Linked DNA regions of Sus scrofa: regions 2, 3, 4 and 5 are each linked to region 1. A link is a contact called in public promoter capture Hi-C and targeted proximity ligation data. All regions are on one chromosome and are shown on one strand. The core of a region is the stretch at or near the end of the contact, and the rest is flanking DNA. Distances in the headings are between cores, read along the strand shown. Region 1 holds the start of EIF3B (a long non-coding RNA gene). Region 2 holds the start of MAFK (transcription factor MafK). Region 3 holds the start of PSMG3 (proteasome assembly chaperone 3). Region 4 has its middle 9.2 kb from the start of MIR9817. Region 5 holds the start of ELFN1 (protein ELFN1).

What was found. Promoter capture Hi-C pulls out the DNA fragments that hold promoters and counts their contacts.
Region 2: a promoter capture Hi-C map of liver shows a contact between it and region 1, with 6 times the contacts expected there. A contact is called at or near these places in 2 of 5 promoter capture datasets (fetal liver and liver), 3 of 47 Hi-C or Micro-C datasets (liver and skeletal muscle) and 1 of 2 datasets of targeted methods (skeletal muscle).
Region 3: a contact with region 1 is called in a promoter capture Hi-C map of fetal skeletal muscle, with 6 times the contacts expected there. A contact is called at or near these places in 2 of 5 promoter capture datasets (fetal skeletal muscle and liver), 5 of 47 Hi-C or Micro-C datasets (embryonic fibroblasts, mesenteric adipose tissue, omental adipose tissue and 2 more) and 2 of 2 datasets of targeted methods (alveolar macrophages and skeletal muscle).
Region 4: a contact with region 1 is called in a promoter capture Hi-C map of fetal skeletal muscle, with 9 times the contacts expected there. A contact is called at or near these places in 1 of 5 promoter capture datasets (fetal skeletal muscle), 6 of 47 Hi-C or Micro-C datasets (embryonic fibroblasts, heart right ventricle, mesenteric adipose tissue and 3 more) and 1 of 2 datasets of targeted methods (skeletal muscle).
Region 5: a contact with region 1 is called in a targeted proximity ligation map of alveolar macrophages. A contact is called at or near these places in 2 of 5 promoter capture datasets (fetal skeletal muscle and liver), 11 of 47 Hi-C or Micro-C datasets (alveolar macrophages, embryonic fibroblasts, heart right ventricle and 5 more) and 1 of 2 datasets of targeted methods (alveolar macrophages).

The regions. Positions count from the first base shown.
Region 1 is chr3:1,642,503-1,648,123 of Sscrofa11.1, forward strand. It overlaps EIF3B (a long non-coding RNA gene), which reads left to right and starts at 2,960. Exons shown (of 19, transcript XR_002342196.1): 1 at 2,960-3,679.
Region 2 is chr3:1,020,694-1,026,314 of Sscrofa11.1, forward strand. MAFK (transcription factor MafK) reads left to right here and starts at 2,673. Exons shown (of 3, transcript XM_003124249.6): 1 at 2,673-2,880.
Region 3 is chr3:1,052,400-1,058,020 of Sscrofa11.1, forward strand. PSMG3 (proteasome assembly chaperone 3) reads right to left here and starts at 2,317. Exons shown (of 3, transcript XM_003124248.4): 1 at 2,287-2,317; 2 at 1,436-1,679; 3 at 1-280. The coding sequence starts at 1,651. The coding sequence ends at 128. It overlaps LOC106507351 (a long non-coding RNA gene), which reads left to right and starts at 2,392. Exons shown (of 3, transcript XR_002342192.1): 1 at 2,392-2,958.
Region 4 is chr3:1,071,738-1,077,358 of Sscrofa11.1, forward strand. No RefSeq gene overlaps it. Among named protein-coding and RNA genes, the nearest start is that of MIR9817, 9.2 kb to the left of the region's middle.
Region 5 is chr3:1,113,993-1,119,613 of Sscrofa11.1, forward strand. ELFN1 (protein ELFN1) reads left to right here and starts at 2,551. Exons shown (of 2, transcript XM_021085970.1): 1 at 2,551-3,032.

The DNA.
Region 1 (5,621 bases), core at 1,710-4,209:
TAGGGGAATGCTGGCCCACAGAATGCGTGAGGAAGTGTTCCCCCTGCTTCTGTTTTCTGGAAGAGACTACAGGGAACTGGCATCATTTCTTTCTTCCGTGTTCAGGAGAATTCACCAGCGAAACCATCTGTGTGGCCGGTGCTTTCTCTTTCGGACGATGACCAACTTTAGTGATTCAGACACTTTCATCAATACAGGCCTGTTTACATGACCTACTTGACCTTGCGTCAGTTTTGTTAGTGGTTTTGAACAAATGACCCAAGTTATCAAATTTGTAGGCATGGGGTTGTTCATCATATTCCTTCACTATCCTTTGAACGTGTGTAGGACCCGTGCTGATCACCCCATTTCATTTCTTTCTTTTTTGTGTGTGTTCTTCTAGGGCCGCACCCTCCAGCCGCACCCGTGACCTACACCACAGCTCACAGCAACACCAGATCCTGAACGCACTGAGCAAGGCCAGGGATCGAACCCACAACCTCATGGCTCCTAGCTGGATTCCTTTCTGCTGCGCCACGACAGGAACTCCCTCACTGACACTTATGGAGCAGTTCACCACAGCCGCTCAAGGGCCATGCCCACGGGAGTCCACGTGCTGGGCCACGAGAGAGCCAGGTGGAAGCGTACTCTTAGGACCTGTACGTGGAAGTCACAGAGCATCACTTCTGCCACGTCCTGTGCATTTGAAATCCGTGATTAATGGCGTTCCCATGGTGGCTCAGCAGTAAGAAGCTGACGGGCATCCGTGAGGATGTGGGTTCAATCCCTGGCCTCGCTCAGTGGGTTAAGGATCTGGTGCTGCCGTGAGCTGGGGTGTAGGTCGCAGACGCCGCTCAGATCCCACATTGCTGTGGCTGTGGTGCAGGCCAGCAGCCGCAGCTCCACTTCGACCCCTGGCCTGGGAATCTTCATATGCCTCAGGGGAGGCCCTAAAAAGCCGGACAAAAAAGAGAAAGAAGTGACCAGAGGCACCCATATTGAGGGGAGCAAGGTTTGGCTTCTGCTTTAGAAGGCGTGTCAAAGGATTTACGAACCTAACTTAAATGCGCTTTTACCCTGACTTCTGTGATGCTTCGGTCCTGGAAGTTTTCCCCACCACACTGTGATTCTAAGACGGCAAGAGTCATACATTCTTTCCTCACCACTGTGTTCCCAAAACAGAGCCCCTCCCACGCAGCCCCGACACCCTGAACATCAATCGCAGCCCCCCTCAGGCTTTGCAGGGACCGCTGAGGGTCTCCGTGCTCTCCCTGGAACACTTAGAGATGTATTTTGAAAAAACATATGCTTCTGCATCGTGAGCACATCCATAATTTTACCCACAGGATAGGATATGACAAGTCCCTTCACTGGGAAGCAGTAATGAGTGGCTACTGTTTGCAACACCTGCGCCCCTGCAGGCAGAAGTCTTCCCTAAGAAACCTGTAGCTGCCCAGCTACCGTCAGCTGCTTTCACACTTGTCTGTATTTTTTTCTTATTCACTCATTGCCACCAATAGCACATTCTAGAACAACAGGGCAGGCAGTGCCCAAATCATCTATGAAAACAGCAGATAAACCTAGAAATTAGGAGGATAATGAGGACGGCCAGGAGAAATTACCTTGTCTTTGTGAAGCGGGTTTACAGGCTACCTCTCACTTTACAGGTGGGGAAGCCAAGGCCCAGAGGCCAAGCAGTGCCCAAAGTTACAAGGCTGAAAGAAGAGGAGGATTCAGAACCTGTGCTCGGCACCCAAAACCCCGGTTCTTTTCTCTTTTTTCTTCTTTAAGGGCTGCACCGGCAGCACATGGAGGTTCCCAGGCCAGGGGTCCAATCGGAGCTACAGATGCCAGCCTTCACCACAGCCACAGCAAGGCCAGATCCGAGCCGGGTCTACGACCTACACCACAGCTTATGGCAACGCCGCATCGTTAACCCCTGAGTGAGGCCAGGGATCGAACCTGCGTCCTCATGGATACCAGTCGGGTTCGTTTCGCGGCGCCACAACCGGAACACCTCTTTTTTTTTCCCTTTCAACTGTGGTAAAACATACACAACATTCCATTAACCATTTTGGCCACTTTTCAGTGTAGAGTTCGGGGCAGTAAGTACATTCACAGTGTCGTGCATGCGCCACCACCATCCACCTTCTCGAAATCAAACTTGGTCCCCGTGAAATTCCAACTCCCCATTCCCCATCGCAGCAGCCATCGTCTTCTTTCATAAAATGATTAATGGGCGGTGGCCCTCACCCCCGGCAACAAGCAAAACACAAGATGCGAATTGAGATTACCTTCCAGACGAAGCAAACCTAACCCAGAGGCGCCGCACACCCGCACCTCCGGAGACCCGGCCTGCGGCCGCGCGGGCCACACCGGCCACGCCCTCTTGCCCGCCCACAAAGCCGGCCCCGCCCACTAGCCGCCCCGATCCAGGCCCCGCCCCGAGTCCGGCTCCGCCCCGCCCCACGCTCCAGCGGCTGACCCCGCCCCGCTCCCGAGACCCGCGCTCTTTAGCGCGTCTGGGGGCGGAGCCCCGAGCGGGCCGAACCACCGTGATCCCCAGAATGGGGGTCGACGGAGTTACAGCCACCGCGGTGGGCTTGGGAGTGATTTAAACATCTCTCACTCATTTTTTTGGTATTGCGCCAGGCAGTCGTCCCTCTAGTAGCTTTGGCCATCTATGGCTCGCTAAGAATTCCTGTTATATTTTGGAATCGTCCGTTCTTTTCCCCGTCAGTAGACGAGTCTAAAAACCGACGTGGGGGGGACTTAGTAATTGAAATAGTTGGTGAAAGGCTAAGATATCCCAAACAAAATATCCTGCAAATTTTTAAGTTTTATTTAATATTAATTTTAACGTCAATTGTTATTTCATGCACATCTGCGTGCTGGAATGATTTCTGGTACCTCCCTGCGGCGTCACAAATAGTTTAGTCCTTCACCGTAAGGCCCGACGGGAGGAGGAAGGGAGTGGTTGCCATGTTGGACGGGACCATCTGCTACTTTACATGGGGTAGTTTCGTTCCCAAACAGTTTGTGGACTGAACAGAGCAGGGGCGGTGATTGGAGCTGAGCACGCACTTATCACGGGAGCGCTATCGTAATCCCTAGTGGACACATTTATACCCGGTGAGCTCCTCTAGACGCGCGGGGCGGCATCGGGGCGTGGGCGCTCCCCCCATCCCTGCGAGTGCCCCACCGCTCGCACATGGCCCGGCGGTAGGCGCGCGGTGCGGCCTGGGAGAGTCGGAAGCGCGGCGAGCCCGGGCGAGGCGGCACCGGAGGGCCATGCAGGACGCGGAGAACGTGGCGGCGCCCGAGGCGTCCGAGCAGCGGGCCGAGCCCGGACAGCAAGAGCCGACCGCAGAGGCGCCTCCGAGGGAGGAGCCAGCGCGACCAGCCGCACTGGAGGGTGCGGGCGGCGAGGACCCGGAGGCCGGGCCGGGGCCTGATGTGCCGGCCGAGCCTTTGGCCGACGGGGAGCAAAAGACGGACGCGACCCCCGGCGCCTCCCCGCCGCCTTCCGAGGAGCCCCCAACCCTGGCCGCAGGCGAGACGGGGCAGGCGCGGGACGCGGCGGCCGAGGCCGGCTCCGAGGGGGCGGGTGGGGAGCCCGGCGGCGCGGCGGAGGACGGTGGCGCGGACGAGCCCTCCTTCAGCGACCCCGAGGACTTCGTGGACGACGTGAGCGAGGAAGGTGAGGCGGCGGGGCGGGTCTGCGCCCAGATTCCCGATCCCCGATGCTCGGGAGCGGTGCCTGTCCTGCGCCTGTCGCCCAGAGCGCCTGGATCTCCGTTTTTTCTCAAAAGCAGAGGGGTGCAGGGTGGAGACAACTCCGCGAACCAGCCTCTGATGCTACAGCCAGGAGTTTGGAGGGTAATGAGAGCACACGGCGTGTACGCAGGAGCCGTGGCCCTGTGTGCACCTGTGTGGTTTTAGGGTCCAGCCGAGCAGGACACTCCACGTGCCGTAGGTTCTCGGTTGACAGCTCTCTGTCTGCGGTCCGGGTGCCCCGAGTGGCCAGCCAGACCTATCAAAGGCCTGAAATTGACCCAGTGCCGACACTTGAGGGGTGGGTGGACGCTGTCCCTCGGGAGTGGGAGGAACAGGGCGGCAAAGTTGGTCTCCTCTGCTCCTACTGTGCCACCGGAGCCTCTGCCCGCAGAGAGCTGCTCAGTAGGACGGTGTCAGCCTGACTGCTGGATTCCCAAGCCTGTAGGCCTAGCACCAGTCACCCTTCTTTCGGCAAATACTTTTTTCTCAGGTTGTAGTCCTGATCACAGCTTTCTTTGACTTGTTTTCTGCCCTGGCTCGACTTACAGCCATTATTTCTGCTCTCTGCCTGTGAGAGCCGGTCTCCAAAAGCTGTGATGTTGGCTGATCTCATTTGTTTTTGTTTATGTTTGTTTCCAGCCATTTAACTCTCCTGGTGGGACACTGCAGTGGGTTCCTCCAGTGAAGTGAGAAAATGTATAAAACACCATTGAGGTCGCCAGTGTAAATGAGAAAGCTAAGACATTACCATGTAAAGATTGATTTTTTTGAGATGTGTGTGATCAAGCTGGTATTGAGTCAGAAGCATAAAGAATAGCACCTAAGGTGAAAAAGTTTAGAGAACCAACAGAGTTATTGGACTCTGAAACATGATTTTGTATATTTTTAACATTTTTATCAAACGCTTTTATTTTTCCCCCAATTTTATTAAGATATATTTGATGTACACCTCTGCGTACATTTGAAGTATACAGGATCATGATTTGACTTATTTGAGGCATAATTTTAAAAGGCTATCTGTTGTTGTCACTGTTTTTTTAATTTGTTTTGGGTTTTTTTTTGCTTTTTAGGGGCGCACCCGTGGTATACGGACGTACCCAGGCTAGGGGTACAACTGGAGATGCAGCTGCCAGCCACTGCCGCAGCCCAGCGACACAGGATACAAGCCCTGTCTGTGACCGCCACCACTGCTCACAGCAGTGCCAGATCATTAACCCACTGAGCAAGTCCAGGGGTTGAACTCAAGAGTCCTCATGGGTACCAGTCAGGTTCATTACTGCTGAGCCACAGCAGGAACTCCTTTCGTTGTTGTGGTTTTTTTGTTGTTGTTGTTTATTTGCTTGCTTGTTTTTTAGGGCCACACCCTCGGCTTATGGAGGTTCCCAGGCTAGAGGTCCCATCGGAGGTAGCCGCCAGCTATGCCACAGCCACAGCAATGCAGCATCCGAGCCGGTCTGCAGCCTACACCACAGCTCACGGCAAGGCCGGATCCTTAGCCCACTGAATGAGGCCTTGGATGGAACTTACAGCCTCATGGTTCCTGGTCTGACCCGTTTCTGCTGCGCCACGATGGGAACTCCCGTCTTTTATTTTATGAGACATTTCAGCCTGAAAAGCAGGAAGGGATCCACAGGTAGTGAGGACTTGGGAGCTGCCGACGCCGTTGAAGCCCGTAACCCATAAGACACTGTTGTCCTTGTTGCTGAGAATTCACAGGGCGGGGTCGCTGGGCACCCCCCCAACCCCCGCAGCGAGACAAATGGTTTTTTTACCACACCAAGTTTTCCTATATTTAAAGTTTTAAGTTTTGATTTTTTTTTTCTTTTTTTCTTTTTAGGGCCCTACTCATGGCATATGGAGGGTCC
Region 2 (5,621 bases), core at 1,423-3,922, 620 kb before region 1:
CGGTTAAGGATCTGCTGTTGTCACTGCTGTGGCACAGGTTCGATCCTGGCCCAGGACCTTCTGCGCGCCACAGGTGCAGCCACAAAGAAGAAGCAGCAGCTGCCAGTTGCCTCTCCTGCACCCCCACCATCCTACCACTCATGCTCAAGGACCTGTTCCCCAAGCCTTGCAATCAGCCTTGCAATCAAGTGGCCTGATTTTTGGATTCTGACAGATGAGAAATGGCTTTGCAATGACTTTTTTTGGTCTTTTTAGGCCTGCACCCGCAGCATATGGAAGTTCCCAGGCTAGGGGTCGAATCCGAAAAGCAGCAGCCAGCCTACTCCACAGCCACAGCCACATCAGATCTGAGCTGCATCTGTGACCTACACCACTGCTCACAGCAAGGCCAGATCCTTAACCCGCTGAGCGAGGCCAGGATCGAACCCAGAACCTCATGGTTCCTAGTCGGATTCATTTCCACTGCACCAGGACGGGACCTCCTCATCTTTGTTACTCTGGAGGTTACATGCACAGAACGTGAAACTCACCGTCTTCATCTTACTGAGTGTTCCGTTCGGGGGTTGAAATCCATTCAGGTTCTTGTGCAGCGACCGCCACCCACTTCCAGACCCTTTTCCTCACTTCATGGTTTCTCTTTAAAAACGTTAAATCTTTGCCGTTTCCGTCGTGGCGCAGCAGAGACACATCCTGCTAGAATCCATAAGGATGTGGGTTCGATCCCTGGCCTCGATCCCTGGGTCAGGGGTCCAGCGCTGCGGTGAGCCGCGGTGCAGATCACAGACGCGGCTCAGAGCCAGCACTGCTGTGGCCGCAGCGTCGCTGGCAGCTGTAACTCCAATTCGACCTCTAGCCTGGGAACCTCCATGTGCCGAGGGCGCAGCCTTAAAAAGACAGAAAGAAAATTAAATCTTTGATCCATTAGAAACGTATACTGGTGTGCCACAGGGCTGAACTGTGGCTCCAATGTTACCTTTTGCGAAACGGCTATCATGTTGTCTCAGCAGCAGTGATGACACTATTTCATCAAGCCCCTTTTAAAGTTGAGGAAGCTAAGACTCAGAGGTGAAATGACGTGAAGAGTCACCCCGCGAGTGGGACCGCCGTCCCACCTCCACCTAATCCAGCCTCTCAGTCCCGCTTTCGCGGCATCAGCGAGAATATTTAGAGGATGCTCTGCGTAACCGACGTTCATACGAAGAGGCGGCAGCCAGGTAGGGAAGTGAGGACCCCGCTGAAAGTCAGTTTTCCTGACTACAGCGGTGGCCTGGCCAGAGGGCCACAAAGCGGCGGGCGGCCCGAGCTCTGCATCCGAGGACGGAGGGTGTGGGCCGAGAGAAAGGGGAAACACCTTTCGAATTCCAGCAAGTTCTCTGAAAACATCCTGGAGAGATGGGCTGCCCCTGCTGCTGTGTTTATTGGCAGCTGTTCCCGTGGAGGCTCCAACCTGGATGCCCCACCAGGCACGGGCGACCAGCAGGGCAGGGCAGGGCAGGGGGGCCGGGGGGGAAGCCCACACTGGCCGGAGCACGAAGCGGCTCGAGGGGGCCCCGTGGTGGTGCCTGCTGCAAGCGGATGACCCGCAAGCCTCTGGCACGTTCTCCGCTTCGTCTCCCAGGGTACACCCCAGGTGCCCAGGACCCCTCCACAGACACAGCCGGGCTGTGGGAGGCCGGCCGGCTCTCGCAGAGCCTTGGCGAGTTTCCCTCGATCTTTATTCAGAACTCAGACATGTGGCTTCACTGAGGTAGCTCATTATTTCTGAGAAGGGATCCAGAAAGTGTCCTAGTCGTGGGGGTGAGGGGGGGCTGGGCCTGGTAACTGGACAGGTCACCTCCTCGGCTTTGTCCTCCATCTGTGACAGGAGAGCGTGCTTCTCCCCAGGGGCAGCCTTGACCTGAGGCCAGGACAACACCCGGGTTCTGCCTGTGCCCGCCTGTTTCCCCGCAGCAGCTGTCAGCGGGCCTCAGGGGGGCACTGTTCCCAGGCTGGGGGGAGGGGGTCTTGGAGCCCCTGGACACTGAGGCCCCTGCCACTGTCTTTCTGATAGAAATTGTTCTTTTAACCCATTTTTTGGTGGAAAGACGGGAAATCAAAAGACAGATGGGCATGTCTGTTGGGGGGGACACCAGACACCCTCTCCTCGTTTGTGGGGCTGGCTCACCTGGCAGACAGGGAGGTGTGTGTCCATGAACCCGTCTCCTCTTGGGTGATAAAACCACCTGGACCTCGGTCGTGGGCTCTACCTGCTGTGACCACCCCTGGGGACGGCGAGGGTCTCCGAGGGCCCTGGTGAGGCTGAAGGATGCGCGGGAACCGCCAGAGGTAACGAATACGGGGTTCAGCCAGAGCCTGCCCTTCCCCAGTCCAGAGAGGGCGAACTCGCGGAAATGAGGGTGCCCCTGGCCCAGTTGTACTTAAGGCGACGAACGCCGCCCCTCGGGGCGCAGCGCACGTCGGGGCCGCCACCAAGCGGCGCGCTCGACACCTGCGGTCACGGGGCCATCCTGCCTGCCGGGCACAGGTGGGTCGCGGACTGGGCTCCGGGGGGCGGGGCGCTGGCGCGAGGAGCGGCGGGCGGGCGGAGCCTCGGGTGGGCGGGGCGCTGGCGCGTGCGTCGGCTGGGCGGGCCCGTCGGTGGGAGGGGCGGCGTGACGCGCGCCGACGCCGATCCCGGAAGCGGTGTCAGATGCTGGGGAGCCGGGCGGGCGGGCTGGCGGCGGGCGGCCGGGGGAACTTGTTGTTCTTAGCGAAGTCCGATCCCAAGCGCGCGGCGGAGGCGGCGGCCGCCGAAGGGGAGCGCGAGAGTGAGCGCGAGCGCGAGGAGAGCGCGTGCCCGCGAGGAGCCGCCGCGCGCCCGCGCCCCCCGCGCGACGCCAGGTGAGCAGCGGCCGGGCCGGGCGGGGCTGGGCCGGGGGCCGGGGGCCGGGGGCCGGGGGCCAGGGGCCAGGGGACCGGACGAGGGGCGCCCACCGCTGAGTCACTGCCACCTTGGACCCGCGGCCAAGTTGGGCCGAAGCCTGGAGCCCCGGCCCGGCCGGCGCACCTGCAGTCAGGTGTCCCGGCCCCAGAGCGCCGCGCGGGTTGGGGGCCTTCCTTCTGGGCTGGGGGAGCGCGCCCCGGACCCGCGACCCCAGGCCCGCGTTCGGAGCCGGCGGGCGCGGGGCGGAGAGGGGCGGGGCGGGCCGAGAAAGGGCCGGGTGGGGAGCGCGGGCGTTCCGGCGGCGCCGGAGCCCCTGCCCGGCCCGCCCCACCAGTTCTGCCCGCAGGCCCGGGAGATGCACTCCGGGGGAAGCGGGGGCGATGCGGAGGGCCACGTGTAGGGGAGCGCGTGGCGGCCAGGCCGAATGGGGCCTCGCACACCTGGGCGCTGCCCGGCTGGGCCGTGCGGTCCCGCCCTGGAGGCGCGCTGGCCCGGCCCAGCGCTGCCGGCGCCCCGGTCCCCGCCACCCCGAGGGTGGGCAGGGCGAGAAGGCCCCTCGCCCACCATGTCACTTTCCGGGGTTCCCATAGGGAGGTCTCGGTGTGGAAGCTTGGGGTGGGGAGGGGGACCCGGAACGCGTCACTTCCGAACCCCATGGCCCCGCGTCACATTTTTTTTCCCTTCTGTGAAGGGGGGGGGTGTCCATCCCCTAACTCTAAAAGCGGGTTTTTCTCTGCCTGTGCTGAGTTCAGGAAACAGATGAAGTGTCGGTCCGCCTGCTTCCACGCCTTCTCCAGGACCGGGCGGGAGGGGAAATGTTTCGCTCCGGCCCCGGGTCTGCCTTAGAAAAGCAAATCGCTGTGCCCTCCGTCTCCGGTCTCCGTAGTAGTAGGCTCCCTCGCCGCCACGTGTTGTGCAGTCTTCCCCAAAGCGCGCTTGCCCACATTCTGCCCACAGTCCGGGAGCCCTGCTGTGTTGGGGGTTGCAGGAAGTTCCCTGCTCTGTCTCGCGTTAATGATTACTGCCTGTTTACCTTAACGCACAGCTCTTTTGTAGCCAAGGCAAAAATGGATCTTCCACTTAAGAGTTCATTCAGCAGTTGACCAATACTCAGCCAGCCCTTGCCAGGTGCCTGGCCTCAGGGAGCTTCCGGGTCTCTGGGTGATCAGTGGGTGCCCCTGCCTGGAGGCTTGGCTGCGGGGCTGCCCACTCCCTCCCCCCACTGGCATTGGTGAAGTTTTGCCGGCAGAGCAGTTGCCACACAGGTGTCTTGATGTGTGCCGTGTCTGGAGCCGAGGCTCCAAGCCTCCTGTCTTCAGGGGGATGGCTTTTTTAAAAAGCCTTGGTCTACGGAGCCGGGAGGGTTTGGAAACGGAAGGTGGGCTGTGTGGGTGGGTGGGGGGGCACCTGCAGCCTGTGGCTGTTGTGGCTTGTTGACCCTTTTCAGAGGATGGTCCTCCTGGGGTCCAGTAGCAGTGCTGGCACCTGAGCCCGGGAGAGGGTGTCTGCTTTTCTGACTTAAAGCTGGACCTCTCATTCTCCCAGAAGAAGACTTTTGTCAGCACAGAACCGCAGCGCGAGGCTTCTCCCGGGAGCACGTTGGCCTTTTGTGCTGGAGCAGAGCTGGGCTTTAAGGGCCGGCTTCCAAGTTCAGCATCGCTCGCTTTCAAGGTGGTTGCTAAAAATGGGAGTTGAATCGAGGCTACTGGGGACGTCGGCTCGGGGCTCGCTGCATTCCAGCCCTTTCTCCGGCGCTGAGGCTGAAGCTGCCGCTGAGTGAGGTTGCTTTCCGGGCCGTTCTTTGTCCCCCGCGGTGCCTGCTCTCACTCTGGGGCTCTGCCTTGGCTGGGAGTTTGTTTACAACCTCAGGCAACCCAGGATCGCTGTCCGTGTCCTGGCTGCGCCTGAGTCTGAGGCTTCTGGAGTGGACGTTCTGGATGTAGGGTCCCGTCTGCACGGGAAGTGGCGCCCCGGCCAGGGGAAGCGTCCGCTGCGTAGCTGCTCTTTGGAGCAGTAAACAGTGACTCACCCCTGCTCCCCGCCTCCCCGCTCCCTGCTAATGGAAGACGCATGGCTCCGGTATTTACTTTTGCTTTTTATAAGTCACAGACTCCGTCATGTTTCCTCTTTCTTACAGTTTCAGGAAACTGAAAGTGTCATCTTAAAATCAAAGGATTTTAGAGCAGGTAGAAATGAACCTGGGGGCCCTTGGTTGTGCGCACGTGTGCGCGCGTGCGCACACACACACAGACACACACACACACACACACACCCCTTTTTAGGTGAGGAACCTGAGCCCCGAGGGCTCCTTGCCCACCTGCCCGCGGGGCGGGGTCCTGAGTTGGGGTCTGGTGCAGCGCCCTGCCTGCTTTCCTGCGATGCTGCCAGTCAGGGCCCCGGGCGGCAGGGCAGGGAGCCGTTGGGGTGGAAGCAGCCCCGGGCCCCCTCCCTTCAGTGCAGCGCTGATGCATCTGCTCTCGAAGCAGACCTTTCACCTGCCAGGAGTTGGGGGGAGCAGGTGTGGGTAATGGGGACCCCTGCCCTCCGTCCAGCGAGGGAGGCGGGCCTTGGACAGGAAGGCCAGGACCAAGTCTTGGGTGCAGCCCTGATGAGTGTTCTGGAGGAGGCACCCGCTGGCCGCAGGGGGGAGGGCGGGGGGGGGTATCTTTCTGGAGAAGCAGGGGTTGGGGGAGGGGAG
Region 3 (5,621 bases), core at 1,067-3,566, 590 kb before region 1:
TTCTTCCGGTTTCGAGGGCTAAAGCCTGAGAACGCTCCTCCTTCTGGCTGAAGGGTCTCCAGAGCCTCGAGACGGTGTCTGAGTTTCCGCTTGGTCCTGACGGGCAGCAGGAGTGGCTGCCCCAGGGTCACCACACCTGGCACGTCCGGATCACCTCCTTCAGGGCCGTCACTCCCTCCATGCTCTTGTCCTTCACGGCCAAGGCGAGGAGGACTGCTCTGTTTCCAGCTTCCTGAGACACAAAGGCCACCAGGTTCTTTGCAAAGACATGGATGAGAGGCTGGTGAGGGCAGAGAGAGAAGGCATTTTAACTGCAAGAAATCGCTTGTCTTCTTCTAAATTAGTTTTATTTTAAATTCCTCAATGGGTTTTATTACATTTACAGTTGTGCGATGAGCCTCACAGCCCGATTTTGAGCATTTCCATCCCAAGCCCCTGCCCGCCCCCGACCTGTCTCATTTGGAAACCATAAGCTTTTCAGTCTGTGAGTCAGTATCTGTTCTGCAAAGAAGTTCACTGTGTCCTTTTTTTTTTTTTTGTCTCTGTAGGGCCGCACCTGTGGCACATGGAGGTTCCCAGGCTAGGGGTCTAATTGGAGCTGTAGCCACCAGCCTGCACCACAGCCACAGCAATGCCAGATCCGAGCCGCGTCTGCGACCTACACCACAGCTCACGGCAACGCCGGATCCTCAACCCACTGAGCGAGGCCAGGGATCGAACCCGCAACCTCATGGTTCCTAGTCAGATTTGTTTCCGCTGCGTCACAACGGGAACGCCCCATTGTGTCCTTTTTTTTAGATCCCACATGTAAGTGACAGCATTTGAGGTTGGCATCTCACCATCTGCCTGACTTCACTTGGCGTGATAATTTCTAGGTCCAACCTCTTTTCTTCTTAATGCCTTCCTAGTCCCCCCGAGAAACCCGGCCTGGCTTCCAACCATTCAGTCACCACCTGGTAAGTTCAGTGTGACAGTAACTCAGGTTCAAAGAGACTCAGGGCACTCCAGTCATAAACGCACTGCTAAGGAGCATCATTAAACTTGTCCCTTTCGTGCTTCTGGTTCCTGTCTCTTCCGGCGATTTCTGCTCTGGAAGGACCCCTGAAAGTCTGCAGAGGCAACCTGTCAAGGCTCACAGATGGTCTTTCCAGAACGAAGCATGCACAACCAGTCATTACCATAATGTATCATGACAGGGTCAAACTGAGGGGAGGCCTACATCGCAAAATCAATACCTCCGCCTGTCTGCAGGATAAAATGCTGATGGGCTGGAAGCAGCAGCCACCAAGGGCAGGTGGATGCCCTCAGACGCAGAGAGGCCCCGGAAAATGCTGTCGAGGGCTGGTGGCGGTGGGCGTGGGGGCGTCTGCCCAGAGATGCTCCCCGTGTGTATTAACAAATTGTAGCCACCGGGCTCCCGCCCCCATCCCTTTACCTCGTCCTGCCCGAGAAGAACTTTGGTGGTGAGCACAGGCTTGCTGATGTCACTGGTCATGCTGCTGGATTCCAGGGAGACCAGGGTACCCATTTTCCCGAACTGGGTCACCACCACCAGGATGTGACTGCTGAAGGCTGTGCATACCACCTGGGTAGGGACGCCACACACTACCGCAGTCGTCTGTTTCGACATCACCAATGGTTTGCCTTCCATGGTTGGGTCTGTTCAATGGCCCCTTCAGCTTGTTAAGAATAAAGAGAGTAAATCAGCATCAGATGGCCTTGGGGCTCCAGAGTAAGTACCATTTGGCATTAAAACAGAAATACAAGTGGGCTCATTCAAAAGCCTGTATCTGTTAACCCTTACAGGCCTCATTTGCCCAAAACTTTCTAGATTCATTGAGTAGACACACTTGTATACATAAACTAGCCAGGCAAAGGAGGCAGGATGTCAAAATATGCTTTTCTTTCCTCTTCCACGCGCTTGGGGCCCCTGCTGTTAAGCATCACTGTGACCCCACCCCATCCCGAGGCTCTGAGTCCTGGGGCCCTCGGTGGTGCCACTGCCGGGGGGGTGAAGGGCTGAAAGCGCCGCAGGTGCAGGTGCAAAAGCCAGGCCAGAGCAGGTGGCCACGCTCCTGCCGTCCCTCCAGTGCGCCCATTGAGGTTCCGTTTTCTGCACTTGGGAAAACCACCGGCCCCACAGGAGAAGCAGCACGTCACCGAGCCAGGAGGCAGATGGCGACCGTGGCTGGGGCGCCAACCGTGGGGGCGCCCGCCCTCGCCTTCCCGCTCCAGCCTCCGCGGCCCCCTACCCTCCCTGCCGCCCGCCATGCCGCCCGCGCTCACCAGGCCGCGCCCGGAAATGACGCCGGTGGCGGCGCGGCCCCGCCCCCTAAGGCCCCGCCCCGCTCCCGAGCGCCAGACGCGCCCGCGGGCTCTGCGGCCCCCGCCGGAAGTGCAGCCCGCAGGGCTTCCGGTCGCGCCGGGGCCGCTGGGCTCTGAGGCGCTGGGCTGCCCGCCCGCCAGCAGCGACGGGCTGGGCACCGAGTCGCGCGAGGGGCTGCGGCCCCAAGCTCGGGAGCGCAGCCTCCAGCTTCTTCCCAAGGGCGGTCTCGCCCTTCGGCCCCTCGGCCCCTCGGCCCCGCAGTAGAGCGGCCTCCGGCTTCTCCCCAGGGGCGACCTCGGGCGCTCCTGACGGCGGCCCTGCTCCTCTGTCACCGGGGAGCCGCAGTGGGGTCCCTGGCCCCTTGGCCGTGGGTTCCAGGGCGCTGCTGCAAGCACAGGGAGCCGAGAGAAAACCAGGGCTGGACCGCAGTTAAGGCGCTGAAAGCGGGTTCCGCCCAGGGCGCTTCACAGAGCGCGCAGGAGACCCCGGTGTGGAGCCGGGCTCACCCCGCACACGGGTGGGCGGAAAAGAAAGGCGCACCCCGAAAGCTGAGCCTTACGTTTCGTGTGGCACACCAAGCTGAGGACCCGAGCCTGGGGCCCAGCATCTAACTGGGAGCCCGCTCCGTAGAGGTGAGGCAGGAGCCGGCACCTCCGGGCGGTTCCGCGCAAAGACCAGGTAGCTGGCGCGTGGGGAGGTCGCTGTCCGTTAAGGAACCAGACCTCTCCAGGCGTTTAGTGCTTGGAGTTCCCGTCCTGGCGCAGTGGTTAACGAGCCCGACTGGGAACCGTGAGGTTGCGGGTTCGGTCCCTGGCCTCGCTCCGTGGGTTAAGGATCCGGCGTTGCCCTGAGCTGTGGTGTAGGTTGCAGATGTGGCTTGGATCCCGTGGGGCTGTGGCTCTGGCGTAGGCCGGTGGCTACAGCTCCGATTAGACCCCTAGCCTGGGAACCTCCATATGCCGCGGGAGTGGCCCAAGAAATGGCAAAAAGAGAAAAAAAAAAAAAAAAAGAAAAAAGGAATTTAGTGCTTCTCCGTGAGTGGGGGGGGGGGGGGCGGGTGATGCAAAGTCTGGGCTCATTCCCATCAACCCCAAGTGATTTCAGCGTTCACGGCCTTCGTCCTCTGGGTGCACCGTCGTGGTGGCTGTAATGTGACAGCTTGATGGCTGCAACATCCTTTCTTCACTGATCGGTCGCGCGTGTTCAAAACCACAGGAGCCGGTGGGAATTTACAGCCGAGGAACGGCGTGGGGTCAGGGGGTGGGAAACTACTACGCGGAAACCTCTGGGTGGGGGGCTGGGGGTTTGGGGCTTCTAGCCAAGGAAACCTGGTGGGATTCTTGCTCAAGGCCGGCCAGGTATCAGACCACCTGGGGGGTGAGGACGGGTTACCGATCAGGGTATCACAAAAGCCCCAAGTGGAGGCCTCGCTGGAGGCGGGTTGAGAGCAGCTGGAGGCGGGTCTGGTGTAGGGGAGCGTCTTCGGCAGCATCCTCTGCCTGGCGGTGACAGAGGCCTTCGAACCCCTCTAGGTGGTGCCAGGGCGTGCCAGGGTGCCAGGTGCCAGGGCTTCTAGGTGGTGCCAGGGCCTCTGCCCTCGAGAGCCCATCTGGGGCATCCTGGTCCCCCCCGGGGAGTACTCAGAACAGCTCCCGTTTATCTGGCCCTTCGTGTGTGCAGGCGTTGTTCTGAGCGCGTCAGACGTCGTAACTCTTAATCTAAACAACCCCAGTATCGAGACCTTATCATCCTCATTGCAGAGACAGGGCGTTCGGGCTGAAGGACCTGCCCAGGGTCACGGAGCTGATGAGACTGGGTCTGGACTTCGGACCTTTACCCTTGATTGCCGGTCTTGTGACTCACATGCTCGGGCACGGGGAGAGGCGGGACCGTGCTGCCCTGTCGCAGGGTGATTTCTGGTTCCTGCCAGGCCTTCTGCCCACCCCCCCTTCTCCAAGCTGGAAGTTGTGGTGGCAGCGTCCGTTGGCTGTTTGGGGGCGGGGGGGGTGTCTTGTGCTGATACTGCCATGATTTGAGCCGTGAGCCTCTTCCTGAGGGATTAACACCGGGCCACCCGCACCCTCAGAGGCCTGTCTGCCTGGCTTCCTGCCAGGCCTGTCAAGGCACGTCCCCCCCCAACCCCCGCCTGTCTGTCCACATCACTTAACCCCTTAGGGAACTTGGGCTTCCCCCAGGTCCTCGCTGCCTTTCCTCATGATTTAATGACTCCTCGTGCCATACACCTTAAGTCCAATGAAGCATGCTCCTCCCACAGTGATTTCTGGGGCCCAACAGGAAAAGGCATCGATACAAAGCATTATCGAAATAGACATAAAACCAAGAGGAAGCTTGTTTTTGACACTGGCAGCCAGTTCACAGAGGGAAAGATGATGAGTTTCATGGTTCCAGGCCTCAGGAAGGAAACATGTCAGTCTCTCAGGAGAGTCTAAGTTTTGTTGGTTCTAAATTTAAACACACGTCCACCCACACACCCCCCAAAAGCCACCTGCCAATGTATTGCCGGTGTGAAACCTTTAAAAGGTTCCTTTACTTTTATTCGCCAATTCACGTGTTCTCTCTCTGTAGGCAAATAGATGCAAGAAATATGCCCCCCCCCCGAGACAACCCCCCTCTGAAATAGACGTAGCACTTTTTATAAAAGGGATCCCGGAGGACCAAGTGGGTGATGGCTGGAGGGCCCTGTGGCTGGTTTTGGTGTAGACCTTTGATAAAGACGGAGTTGGGAGGAAACCAGGCGGGGTCGTCCTGGGCCAGGGTGACGGCAGGGCGGGCAGGTCCTTCCCGGTGGCCTAAGTGGCTGTGTGGGCAGAACCCCCGCGCCTAGACTCTCGGGGGAAGCGCTTGCTGCTGGCCACCGACGGCTCTCCAGTGCGAGACGGGGATTTAGCTGGAAAGAAGATCGTGGGAGTGAATTCACTTAAAACAGGCACCCGTCGTAAGCACGTCAGTCGTGGGGCAGAAGCGTTTGAGAACTTATGGTGGAAAAGAAAAAGGGGGGGGTCTTGAATTTGTCTCGCAGGCGATTCGGGTGATGACTGTGCCATTCTAAGTCGACTTGGAGAACCAGCAGAGAATTAATCAGGTGTCGATGTGGCAGGGGCATGATTTTTCCAGCCCCCTGTGGGCCGGCCTTGGCAGCAGTCTTCACAGGATGGGTTCTCTCGGCTCCCTCACTGGGCGGAGCCGTCGTGCCGACATCTCCAAGGGCACCGTCCGTCTCCCCCAGCCTCTCTTAGCCCTCTGATACTCGGATCCCCGCGGGCTGACGTACCGT
Region 4 (5,621 bases), core at 1,909-4,408, 570 kb before region 1:
GCACGGACCCGGGAGGGATGGGAGCGTGAGGGTGGGCCGGGCTGTCCTCAGGGGCTTGCCGCCGACTTGGGGGACAAGAGGCTCCAGGCTCGTGCACGCGGGGCTGGGATGGGGGCTGCGGGCAGCCAGCACCCGCAGGAGTGGGGGTCCTCGGGGGAAAGGTCCGCGCAGAGCTCTCCCGGCTTTGACCTAATGACGGACGAGGTCTCTCCAGGCGAAGGTGGAGAGAGAGTTCTGGAAGGAAGCAGCTTCGCGCAGGCCTAGGAAGAGGGAGTTGATAATGATGGTGGCAGTGACGGCGACGACGGGGACGGGAACGGGGACGACGATGGAGGTGACGACGGGGACGGGGACGGGGATGGAGGTGACAACGGGGACGGGGACGGGGATGACGATGGAGGGGAGGGTGGTGAGGGTGGTGCTGATGGAGGTGAGGGTGAGGGTGGTGATGGAGGTGGTGGTGGTGCTGCTGACGTTGCTGCTGATACCCGTGGTGAGGGTGTTGAGGGTGCTGACGGAGGTGGTGGTGGTGGCTTTGGCAATGGCGATGGCAGTGATGGTGACACAGCCATAGCAGCAGCCTCCTCCTCCCTCGGTCAGGGGTTCGGATCAGCTCAGGGGACTAGAACCACAGTGCTGGCCTGAGGGACGTGGGAGATGTTCCAGGGTCTGAGCCTTGCTCTCTGACAGCTCCGCCTTTCCACGGACCCGGGCAGACTATATGCCCGGCTTCCTCCCACCTGCCTTTAGACAGGACTTGATCTCTGCTACGTCCCATCCCCGGATGAGGACCGGCCAGGCTGTGACCTCGGCTGACTCCCACGACCTCCACTGATGGCCACTCCCAGTCTGGTCAGTAGAAGGAGGTGCGACTCCATCTTCCATCTTGGCCTAACCCTAACCCCAAGGCGAACCCTAACCCCAAGGCGAACCCTAACCCCAAGGCGAATCCTAACCCTAAGGCGAACCCTGACCCCAAGGCGAACCCTAAGCCTAACCCTAAGCCTAACCCTAACCCTAAGGCTAAGCCTAACCCTAATCCGAAGGCGAACCCTAAGGCTAAACCTAACCCTAAGGCGAACCCTAACCCTAAGAGCAAGTAATGGGGATTTGGAATTAAGGTCAGTTTGGTGGTGCTAGAGAGCTTGTGGGTACCCCCGCCCCCCGGCACCAGGCCGAAGTTTCTATTGGGAATGACCTGACCTTTGAGCGACTGCCTCTCCCTGGCCACCTAGCTGCCATGGACACTGGCTGGGGGACCCAGCTCCCTGCCACCTGTGACCGGGAGCTGGCTGAGGACACAGGACTCCTCTTCCCAGAGGCGTGCTGTTCTCCCCGTGGTTCCTGGTCTCCCCCAAACCCTCTAAAGGCGCCCGTGCCCCACCCTGGGCCCACCTCCCCACAGCCTGGATGGGGCACTCGGCGGCGACGCTGCCTCACCTCTTCATTCACGCTCACCTCTTTAGGATGTCAGCCCTGGGGCCCACGGAGGCGGACCCCGAAACCTCCGAGCTCAGATGCTCGACCACAAGGCCCCAGGCCCCGGGCTCACCACTTCACCCTGGGGGTTCCCACCACGCCGAGCAGCCCCTCAGGCCCCCCTCGCACGCACGCACGCACGCTGGCGCGACACTCTGGGCCGCAGAGCTCATAGCAAGGCCAAAAGTTGGGAACCCGGTCCACGAATCGAAACGTTTGCTCAGTTCCCTTGACTCCTATTTAGCATGTCAAGGGCCAGGCCTGGCAGTGATGCCCGAGTCCTGCCGCCGTGCGGGGGCGAGGACTGTGGATGTGGTGCAGTAAGGGGACTGCTGGTGCTGGTGACGGGGGTGGGCAGGGGGGGGGGAGGGGCTGCTGGGCATCCAGGGGCTTTGGCAGCCTCCGTCTGGGCCTGGGCCACGGGAAGGGTGGGGAGGCCGAAGCCCCCTGGGCCACGCCCGGCCTGTGGGAGGCAGCCACGAAGATGGGCCGGGCGGGGGTCTGGCTCTGCGTGCCACGGGTGGGTTTTCAGTCCCTCGGGAGCCCCCAGGAGGTGCCGGCAGGCTGGTAGGAAAGGGCTCTCGGGGAGGAAGAGGCCGCAGCCTGGGAGGACGTTGTGACCGGGGCCGATGGCCTTGAGAGAGGACGCAGAGCCGCCCTCGTGAGTGTGGCAGCAGCGTGGATGCCCGACCTCCCCCGACGTCCCCGCGGAACCGGATGTGCTCACGAGCTTGGCAGGCGGCTCCCAGCTTGTAATTTGTGGGAGAAGTGACCTTTTATATTTCAGAGCACATGAAGTTAATTTGCACTCCAAGTTCAAGAGAGCTCCTGAGAAGGTACACATGTGATTTCTTAACAGCTGTTACTGTGGGACTCAAGCTGACAGGAATGATGAGGCGGGCGGGTTCGTTTCACGGAGAAAGAGATGCTGTCACCCCAGAGCCGCCCTGACGGCAGCCATCAGAGGGGGAGCGCCTGCGGCAGCGGGGGGCCAGCCGCTCACCTGGTACCCTGTCCCTGACCCACAGCTGTCCCGTGCTGTTTGAATACCACCAGCGACGGAGCGCTCACTACCTCTGGGCAGCCCCGTCTGCTGCCGGTCGGGCTGGCGGGGAGCAGGGCTCGCGGGCACTGGGCGAAACCTGCTTTTGCTGGTTGAGTTCTGCCCTCTGAAGATGCAGACATCCTGCTTGCTCCTCCTCCTGCCCTTCCGGCGTCTGAAGGTGGCCAGCTCATCCTCCTCTTCTGCTGACCACCTCCAATTCCTTGACCACGTGTCCCTGCGCTGCCGCAGGTCCTCCCGGCCTGTCCCTGGGGATGGTCTGGACCGCCGGCATCCCCAGAGTCCGGCCCTCGGAACCAAACACAATGCTTCTTTCGCTGGCCGACCGGGCAGGATTCCTATCGCTTTCCTGCTCCTGGACACCGCAGCTCCAGCCAGACGGCCGAAGATGGCAGTCACCGTGACCTTCCAGGGGCCGCTGGCCCCAGGCGGTGTCCAGGAGGCTCTGTGCCATCGCCCTTGGGGGCGGAGCAGGAAAGACAGCCGCTGTAGCACTGGGTCTCGTCCAAAGGCACGGACAGGCTGCTGGTCTTAGGGTGAACCCAGCAGCCCGTGGTGGCCCAGCTGTGCCCCCCCAGCCCCTGCCCTCCCTGGGCCCTGATGATTGGACCAGGGCTGGTCACCAGACTTGAGCTAGACCAATCAGATCGGGAGTTGGGACAGCAGCTGGCTGTGGGGCAGCTGTATTCCCCAGGGTCTGGAAATCCGGTGTCTGTCTGCAGAGGGAGGGGAGATGGGGCTGGGGAGGCCCTGCGGGGAGCGGAGCAAACCGTGGAGCAAAGGCAGAGAGAGGCGGGGTGGGCGCGCAGCCCAGAGCCCACCTGTGTCACCTGCCTTCCCAGCTACATAGACCCAGAGGGTCCCACGGGGAGAGGGGCGCATGCTGGGGTCTGGCCCTGAGGCCTGGCTCCAGCTCCCATCCTGCCGCCAGGATTCTCCAACCACCTGGGGACCCACCTCCACCCCTGGAAAGGCCCCTAGCCCCTCAGGGCCCCTCCCCCGCCCCCCGGCAGGGGACAACCCACGGCCTGGGGCTGTGCTGTTTTGTACCTTCTGTAACTCATGGGGCTGCTTATGGGCTGCTGGCCCTGTACCTGCCCAGGTGTGGAACCAGCCTGTTGGGTGGGGCCAGGGGAGGCCTCGAATGGGGCTGATGGCTCAGGCCGAAGCAGCATGGTTAAGTGCTTGGCCAAGAGTGGTCAGGACCTGTGTGGCTCCAACTCGTCTGAACCCTTCACGAGCGTGAGCACGTGACCTCCCCTCTCGAGCCTCCCTTTTCTCCTCTGCAGACTGGCACTGCTGGTGACCCCCGCCTGCTGGGACTGTTCTAGGAGCCTCTGTGGGTGTGCCCGGCGCAGAGCCAGTCCCATGGAAGGCAGACGGCACCCTCGCGGGGCTGGCCGGGGGGCTCTCCGTGGCCGTGTGCTCGGGGGACAGGGATCCTAGCCTCAGAAGCCAGATGGCGCTTGCTGGGAGCGGGAACAGGGTCCCCTCTGAACTCCTGCTGGAGTTCCAACCCCCAGGCGCTCCGAGGGGGACTGGCCTGGAGACAGGCTTTGGGGAGATGACGAGGGCAGAATGAGGGCATGTGAGGGGCCCTAATCCGGTGCGACAGGTGTTCCAGGAAGAAGGAGATTAGGGCCGAGACACGCAGGGGGCGCAGGGAGGAGACGGCCACCTGCAGGCCAGGCGAGGCCTCGGGAGCAAGCAGTCCGGCCGGCACCTGGACCTTCAGCTTCCAGAACCGAGGGGGTCCGGCTCTGGTGTCTGAGCCGCCCGCTCTGAGGCGTTCGTTGCGGCTGCCCGAGCTGACAGTTAGTGTCTCTGGGCCGGACCCTGTCCCTCGAGGCCTCACAGAGGCCTGTCGAGCTTGCAGGAGGGGACATCCATGACCCCACCTCCTGATGGGGAAAGTTCTGGGGGAGCAGAAGATCGTTTACGGGAAAGACAGGCTGCGGGGGCCCGCCGAGAGCAGAGGGGCGGGGCTGGGCGGAGGTCACGTGGCCCGCGGCCTCTGGATGCAGGAGGGGCAGCCTGGCCTGCGTGGGCGCTTCCCACCCCGGGAGATGCGGAGGGCCCACCGGCAGGCCGGGCGCACCCCCCACCCCGCCCCTGCTCCGACGCCTCCCCGGCACGTCGACCCCCCACGAAGCCCCTCTAGGCTCCCCAGCCGGCAGCCTCGGGCGGGGCCGCGCTGGGCCCAGGCCTGCGTCCCAGGTGGTTTTGTTCCTGTGCCCGTCGAGCAGGCCGTTTCAGCCTTTCCGACCGACCGTGTGGAGGGAGCGCTGCTCTGGTGAGAATGTTGTTCCGGGGAGAGACTGGGGGAGGGGACTTCGGTAAAGGCAGGGGTTCTTTTTTCTTTTTTCTTTTTTTTCTTTTTAGGGCCGCACGTGCAGCATATGGAGGCTCCCAGGCTAGGGGTCTGATCGGAGCTATAGCCGCCGGCCTACACCGCAGCCACACCACCGGGGGATCTGAGCTGCATCTGCAACCTACACCGCAGCTCACAGCAACACTGGATCCTTAACCCACGGACTGAGGCCAGGGATCAAACCCCCAACCTCATGGTTCCCAGTTAGATTCGTTTCTGCTGCGCTGTGATGGGAACTCTGAAGGCAGGGGTTCCAAGCGCCAGTCCCCCAGGGTGAAGCCAAGGCTCCAAGGGGGGTGGGCGAGAGGAAAGGGCTGTTTGGGGCGCAGGGGCCGGGGCCCACTCGTGTGGGGTCTCCTCCGGGACACACATGGACTCTGGTGGGCTCCGGCGTAGCCCGAGCACAGCTCGGCTTCAGGACTGTAAAGCCAAGACTTCTCCTCTTGCTTCGGTGTCCTCTTCTCCCAGAGTCCTTTGGGTCACCTCGTTCCTTTATTCACTCGTTCCTTCCTTCACTCACTCGTCCCTGAAAAGTCCCTTTGCTGCCCGAGGACACAGAACTGAACGAGAGGAAAAAAATCCCGGTCTCCCGGGACGGACCAGACCCAGCGCAGACATGTGCCCCAAAGAACCTCTCTGGTTTGCTTTTTTCATCTTCTAAGTAGATTCCTTTTCAAACAGCTCAGCATTTCACATGGTTAAACACAG
Region 5 (5,621 bases), core at 1,301-3,800, 530 kb before region 1:
TGCCAAGGACAGGGGGCAGAGAACGGGAGAGTTCTGTGTATTTGGAAGCCGCGCCCCATCACCCCTCCTGTGCGGTCCTGTGTGCGGCGCTGGGATTCAGAACTGAGCCGGTCGGCTGGCTTGGCGGGGTTGAGAGTCTGCTGGAACATCCAGCGTGGCGGGTCCTGGGCTGGGGGTGGTCCACACAGTCCAGGGGTAGGTGGCGGCCCCATAGCCCCAGGCCCGAGGTCCCTCACTGCCTGGCTTGCCTGTCCCCAGAGGGCACAGGCACAAAGCCTCCTTGGGCAGTTGGTCTGCTGCAATGGAAACAAAGACCTCGCTGACCCGGTTCCTGTGGAGGGAGCGTCCTGGCCTCCCCAGGACGTGGGGAGTGTTCCCACCACTCGCTCCTAGCGTGGCCGTGCGGACAGAGTGGACTGACGCAGGCGGCAAGCACATGCTCGGCACGTGGGGGTGCGTGTGTCTGCTGTGGACTTGGGGGTGTTTGGAGTGGGATTGCCCTTGCAGCCAGCTGGCTGTAGCCACCCCACCAGCCGCTGGGCTTCTCCGAGGGTGGGAGAAAGAGGGAGCTCCTGCTCACACAGCCTGGTGGGGGGATGGGCTGGAGGGGTGAGATGAGGGCTGTGTGTAGACATGCAGTGTGTGGGTGGAGTGTGTGTGTCTACAACAGGCTGCGTGGGGGTTTTCAGGAGGAGATGAGTGTCTGCGGGAGAGGGAGAGAGAGAAGCTTGCCTCCCAGCGCCCAGACCAGGGAGAGAGGCTCCGGCTTTATTTAGCCGGAGAAACCCGGCTTCCTCTGCCTCCTGCCCCCGGGTCTGCCCTGGGGCCTCGCATTCCCAGCAGGAGGGGTGTCTGGCCTGTCTCACAGCCGCCAAGGACAGCTTTCAACACCTCAAGGAGCAGGAGCGGCAAAGGCCTGGCTCCCCGGCAGGACGCCCCCCTCAGGCAGGAGCGTGGCTGCTGGGGAATCAGGTCAGGGACTTGCAAGGCCCTGGCGAGTTGGGGGCAGAGAAGGTACGATGGGGCGCTGGGTGCTGGTCTAGGCTACCGAGGGGCAGTGCACCCAGTTAGGGACCTCGGCAGCAGTGAGCCCGAAGGCCAGCCTCTCCCCCACATCCAGTTCCCAGGAGGTCCGAGGGCCCCGGGACGGGACAGGACAGCCTGAAGGCAGTGGCTCGGCCCTCGAGGGTCATCCTCCTAGTCCGGGAGTCCAGGGAAAGCCGGCGGCACGCCCTCCACCCCAAACTCCCTTTGGGGTCCTGGCTCTCCCGCAGGGACCCCAGTCTGGTGGAGGAGTGAAGTGGGGTTGGGAGGAGCTGGAGGGGGGCAGCTGGCGCTGCAGGCTGGATGGAGTTTATGGGCTGCAGAGAGGCTGCCGGACCGGACCCCAAAGCAGAACCCCGCGCGCCCGTCCTCAGTGGGGGGCCGCCTTTGGTGCCACTCCCACGCCTGTTCTGGTGTGGACTCTGGGAGGGGCGCCTCTGGCTCCCCAACCGCCTCTTGCCCTTCGTTGCGCGCTCGCAGGTCGACCCCGCCACCTCTGTCCCCCTTCTCGGGCTCGGGCAGGACGTGGGGACCGGCGCTGCTCACCCGGCCGTAGCGGGAGGGTCGCGCCTGCGCCTGCCCAGGTCCCAGCTTAGCAGCTCCAACACCGAGGCTCGGGAAGCGGCGCGCAGGCCGGGCCGGGCCGGGCGGGGGCGCTCTTGAGCCTGGTTTGGAATTTTCACCCAACGCGCAAGCCGCAGGCTGGGCAGTGGCGGTGGGAAGTGGGAGCCGCCCCGGGAGGCGGTGTGGCCGCTGCGGGTGCGGGCTCGGGGCGACAAGAGGGCTGTGGCTTTAGAATCCAGTTTAGAGGCCGACCGAGCGATTGCAGACCCCCCGGGGATTCGAGAGGCGAATGAAAGGGAAGGGGTGAGGAGGGGTCGGTGGGAGGAAAATCCGCTAAACCGAACCTTCCGGGGCATCGGAAGGAGCCTGGCGGAGCCCACAACCCTCCCCCTCCCCCTAGGGAGATCGCGGCGAGCAGTGGGAGGTCTAGAGTGTTGGGGGTGTTGGCGATCTAGGGGAGGGCAAGTCCTGGAGGGCGCCACCACCCTGTCGCTCCCACCCCCGCACGTGCAGGGCCCTCCTGATCCCGGAAACGCGCGCCCCTGCGTGCCGTGCAATTGCACTCGCGGACGCGCGCGCCCACATAGGGTTTGACTTCGGGTCAACTTCCACGCGGTTCCCGGGTGTGTGTACACACGACTGTGCCCGCACGCGCGTGCACAGCTCTCCCCCAGGTGCCCAGCTCCCATCGCCACCAAGTGTCCGGACTCCTAGACCTTCGGGGGCTTCTGCTCCAACAGTGGCCTGGGGCGGGGGCAGGGGCGCCCAGAGGGAGCAAGAAGGAAGAGGCGAGGATGCCTCTGGGCTCCCCACGCCGCCCCCCAGCATGCTCTAATTTCCCCTCCCGTGTCACCCTCCGGACACCCCCAGTCCACCGACGTGCAGGAGCCACACCGCCGCCGCCCGCGCCTCCGGCCGCCCCCGCCCGCGTCCCCCGCCCCTCCTCCAGCCCTCCCCGCTCAGGCTCCTCCACGAAACCTTCGATCTCGCAGGGAAAGAATGTGCTACAACCTCCGCGCGGCCGCGGCCGCCACCACCTCGCCCGCGCCGGAGCCGGAGCCCGAGCCCGAGCCGGAGCTGCCGCTCTTCCGCCCGCCCGGCCGGCCTTCGGCTCCCAGCGCGCTGTCTCCGCCGCCGCCCCGCTCTCGCCCGGCGCTTGACGCAGTGAGCGCCGCAGCCGGGCCCCCGCCAGCTCCGCTCCTCTTCCCGTCGCAGGCCGAGCCCAGCCGGGCGGGCTCCGGGAGGGGCGGGCAGGGCGCGAGGGGGAGGAGAACTGTCTGGAGCCAGCGAGGCCGGAGGAGGAAGAGCAGGAGGAAGGAGGGGAAGCCGCCGCTGCCGCCGCCGCCGCGCTCCGGGGACCTGGGCGCGCGCGCTCCGCTCGCCCGTGACCGTGCCTCTAGCCCCAGGCCCACATTCCTGCCCAGGTAGGAAGGGGCTTGTAGCGGAGGGGGCTGCGGTTCGGGGGTCCCTTCCACCGCAGCTGCAGGGCCAGCGGGTGCCCGCCCCTGGGGGAGGAGAGGAAGATGCTCTCCCCGGCGGCAGTGGGGGCGGCGCGGGGTCCCCAGAGGCATTCGCAGCCCTGGCCGCTCCTGTCCCCGCGCCCTGCCCTGAGCGTCCGCGCCGGGGCCGACTCTCCCCGCCTGTGGGGCTCTGGTTGTGGCGCGCTGGGTCCGCGGTTCCTGGACGCCCCCTGCTCCCGGGTTCCGAGGCGGGCGCACCCGAAGTTAGCAGTCGCCGAGCCCCGGCCGGCCAAACTTCCCTCCCCGACGCCGCGGCCCGAAGGGCCGGGACTCCGGACCCCTTGGGCTAGGAGGCGCCGAGGGGACCCCGAAACTTTCTGAGCTCTGTGAGCACGAAGGGCGGGATAGGCAAGGAGCGGAGTTGGAGGTGGTCTAACCTGCGAGCGAGCAGCGGTAGCCGGGGCGCGCCACGTTGTCGCGGAGACTGCCCCCCCAGCTGGAACCCCATCTTGTAGCCGAGGTCGGGCAAGGAGCGGACTGGGGTGCCTAGCCTTGGCACAGTCCGCTCGGAGGGAGCATTGCTCCGCCCCCCCGCCGCTGGAGCCCTTGGAGGGGGTGTTACAGGACACCCCCCCCCCCGCCCCAAGTCCGGTCGTTCGGCTCTGCCCGCAGCTGGCAAGCTCCCGAGAAGGACCCGGCTCCAGGCTATTAACGGGCGACTATGACCCGAACCTCTCTCTGCCGGGGAAGCCGCTGGGCTTGGCTGCGGGGTGTAGTGGGACCCCAGGCTGGGAGCTGGTTCCCTCCCCAGCTCTCATGGTCCTTATCCTGTCGCTGTTCCCCCCACACCCCCTGCTCTCCTCCCATTCTTTCCTCTCCAGTCTTGGGGGGGTCCCCCCCCTCAACTTTTTCTCTTCCCAAACTGCATGATGTGGCCTGTGACCCCCGCCCCCCGACTCACTGGATTCCAGCTCGGTCCGCAGCTGAGTCCTCCTCCGCTAGGTGGGAGTGGGGTCCCTGGGGCCAGACTGCCGGCAGTGAGCAGACCCCCCCCCCCGCCCCCGCCGTGACGCGCGGCCCATTCACCCGCCCCGCCAGCGGGTCAGCATCGCTCCGTCTGAGGGGCAGTGGGGGTGCAGTGGTCTCCAGGAGCCGCCTACGGGGTCGTGGAGAGTAGAGGGGACCCGCGAAGCCCCTGAAAGGGTTTTGAGGTGAAGCCACAGCCGCACGTGCCGGCAGGAGGCAGTGTCCCCGTGGCCCCCCTTCCAGCGGAGCCTTCGCACCCCGAAGGCCCAGGAGGGTTCCGTTTTCTCCTCCCACTCCACCCACCCTAAAGCTCAGCGCTCCCCGTGAGTGGATTTGAAGATTTGGGGGACCTGGGAGACGGAGAGCTTGTTCTCATCTTTCCGTCCGCAGAACCACGCGCGCAAGCAGCTTCGGGGGCTTTGTCCCCAGGGCTGGCCACGGACCCCGCCCCCTCTGTCACTGCCAGACCCTGACGCCCTCCAGCGCGCGCGTGCTCCGGCGATCAGAGAGCCTTGGTGAGCGAGAAGCAGCGTCCTTTCCCCTGCTCTGGGTCTGGGGGTGCGGTAGGGGGCGTGGAGCAGCCGTGTTGAGTCCATGACAGCTGTCCTCGCGGCGGCGCCCGGCGTCTCTGTAACAGAATTAATGACTTACACGCAGGCCGCCAATTGGCGCGGCCTGGGGGGAGGGGCGACCCAGCTGAGACCGAGGGGACAAGGTTGCAGTCCTACAGCGCAGCCTCTGCTTGGGGTGGGGGTCTCGGGGGCCAGGATTCCGAGCCGCGAGAGCCCCGCCTTCGCCCCGCCTCCAGTCCCCTGTGCCCGCAACTCTGTGATGTGCTCTCTGCAAAACCAGCTGATGGATCCTTGGGTTCCTGGACCAACTCTGCCCCTCCAGTTGGCCCCTGAGCCCCTCCTGGCACAGCCCTGACTCTGGGCAGCCAGGGTACTTGCCTGGTGCGGGGGGGGGGTGGGGGGTGGGGGGGGTGGAGGAGTGGGGCAGTGCGGGTCAAGGTTGCTTTCAGGCCTCTGGCCTGGGCTTGCACACCCAAGAAATGGGCTGGTAGCCCCTGGGCCTGGGGTGTAGCAGGAGGTGTTGATGTACCTCTGGGCAGGCCCTGGCACGTCCCTATCGGCAGGGCCATCCCAAGGCAACCCCATCCTTCCTGAGCCTGAGCTGCTTGGCCAGCGCGGACCTGGGGGAACCAGCTAGAAAGAGGAGCCAGTCACCTCTGGCAGGGGCTTGCCTAGGAAAGCGTGCCCACAGGGCCTGGGCTCCCCAACGAGCATCCTCTTCCTCCAGCAAGGCCAGGGGCTAGAGGGTTGATTTCTCAGACTTTCCAGGAGGGACCAGTGTCGCCTCTGGCAGAGAACCAGCTTCCCCCAGTCCGGGCAGCAGCTGGGGAGGGCCTCTTAGACAGCAGGGAGGAGAGGGAGCCCTCTCACCACCCCTCCTCCCCTGGTCCCCAGGCCTGGCACATCTGAGGCTTGCAGCATCTATCTGGTGATGGGCCCGTGCCCGCTGGACCAA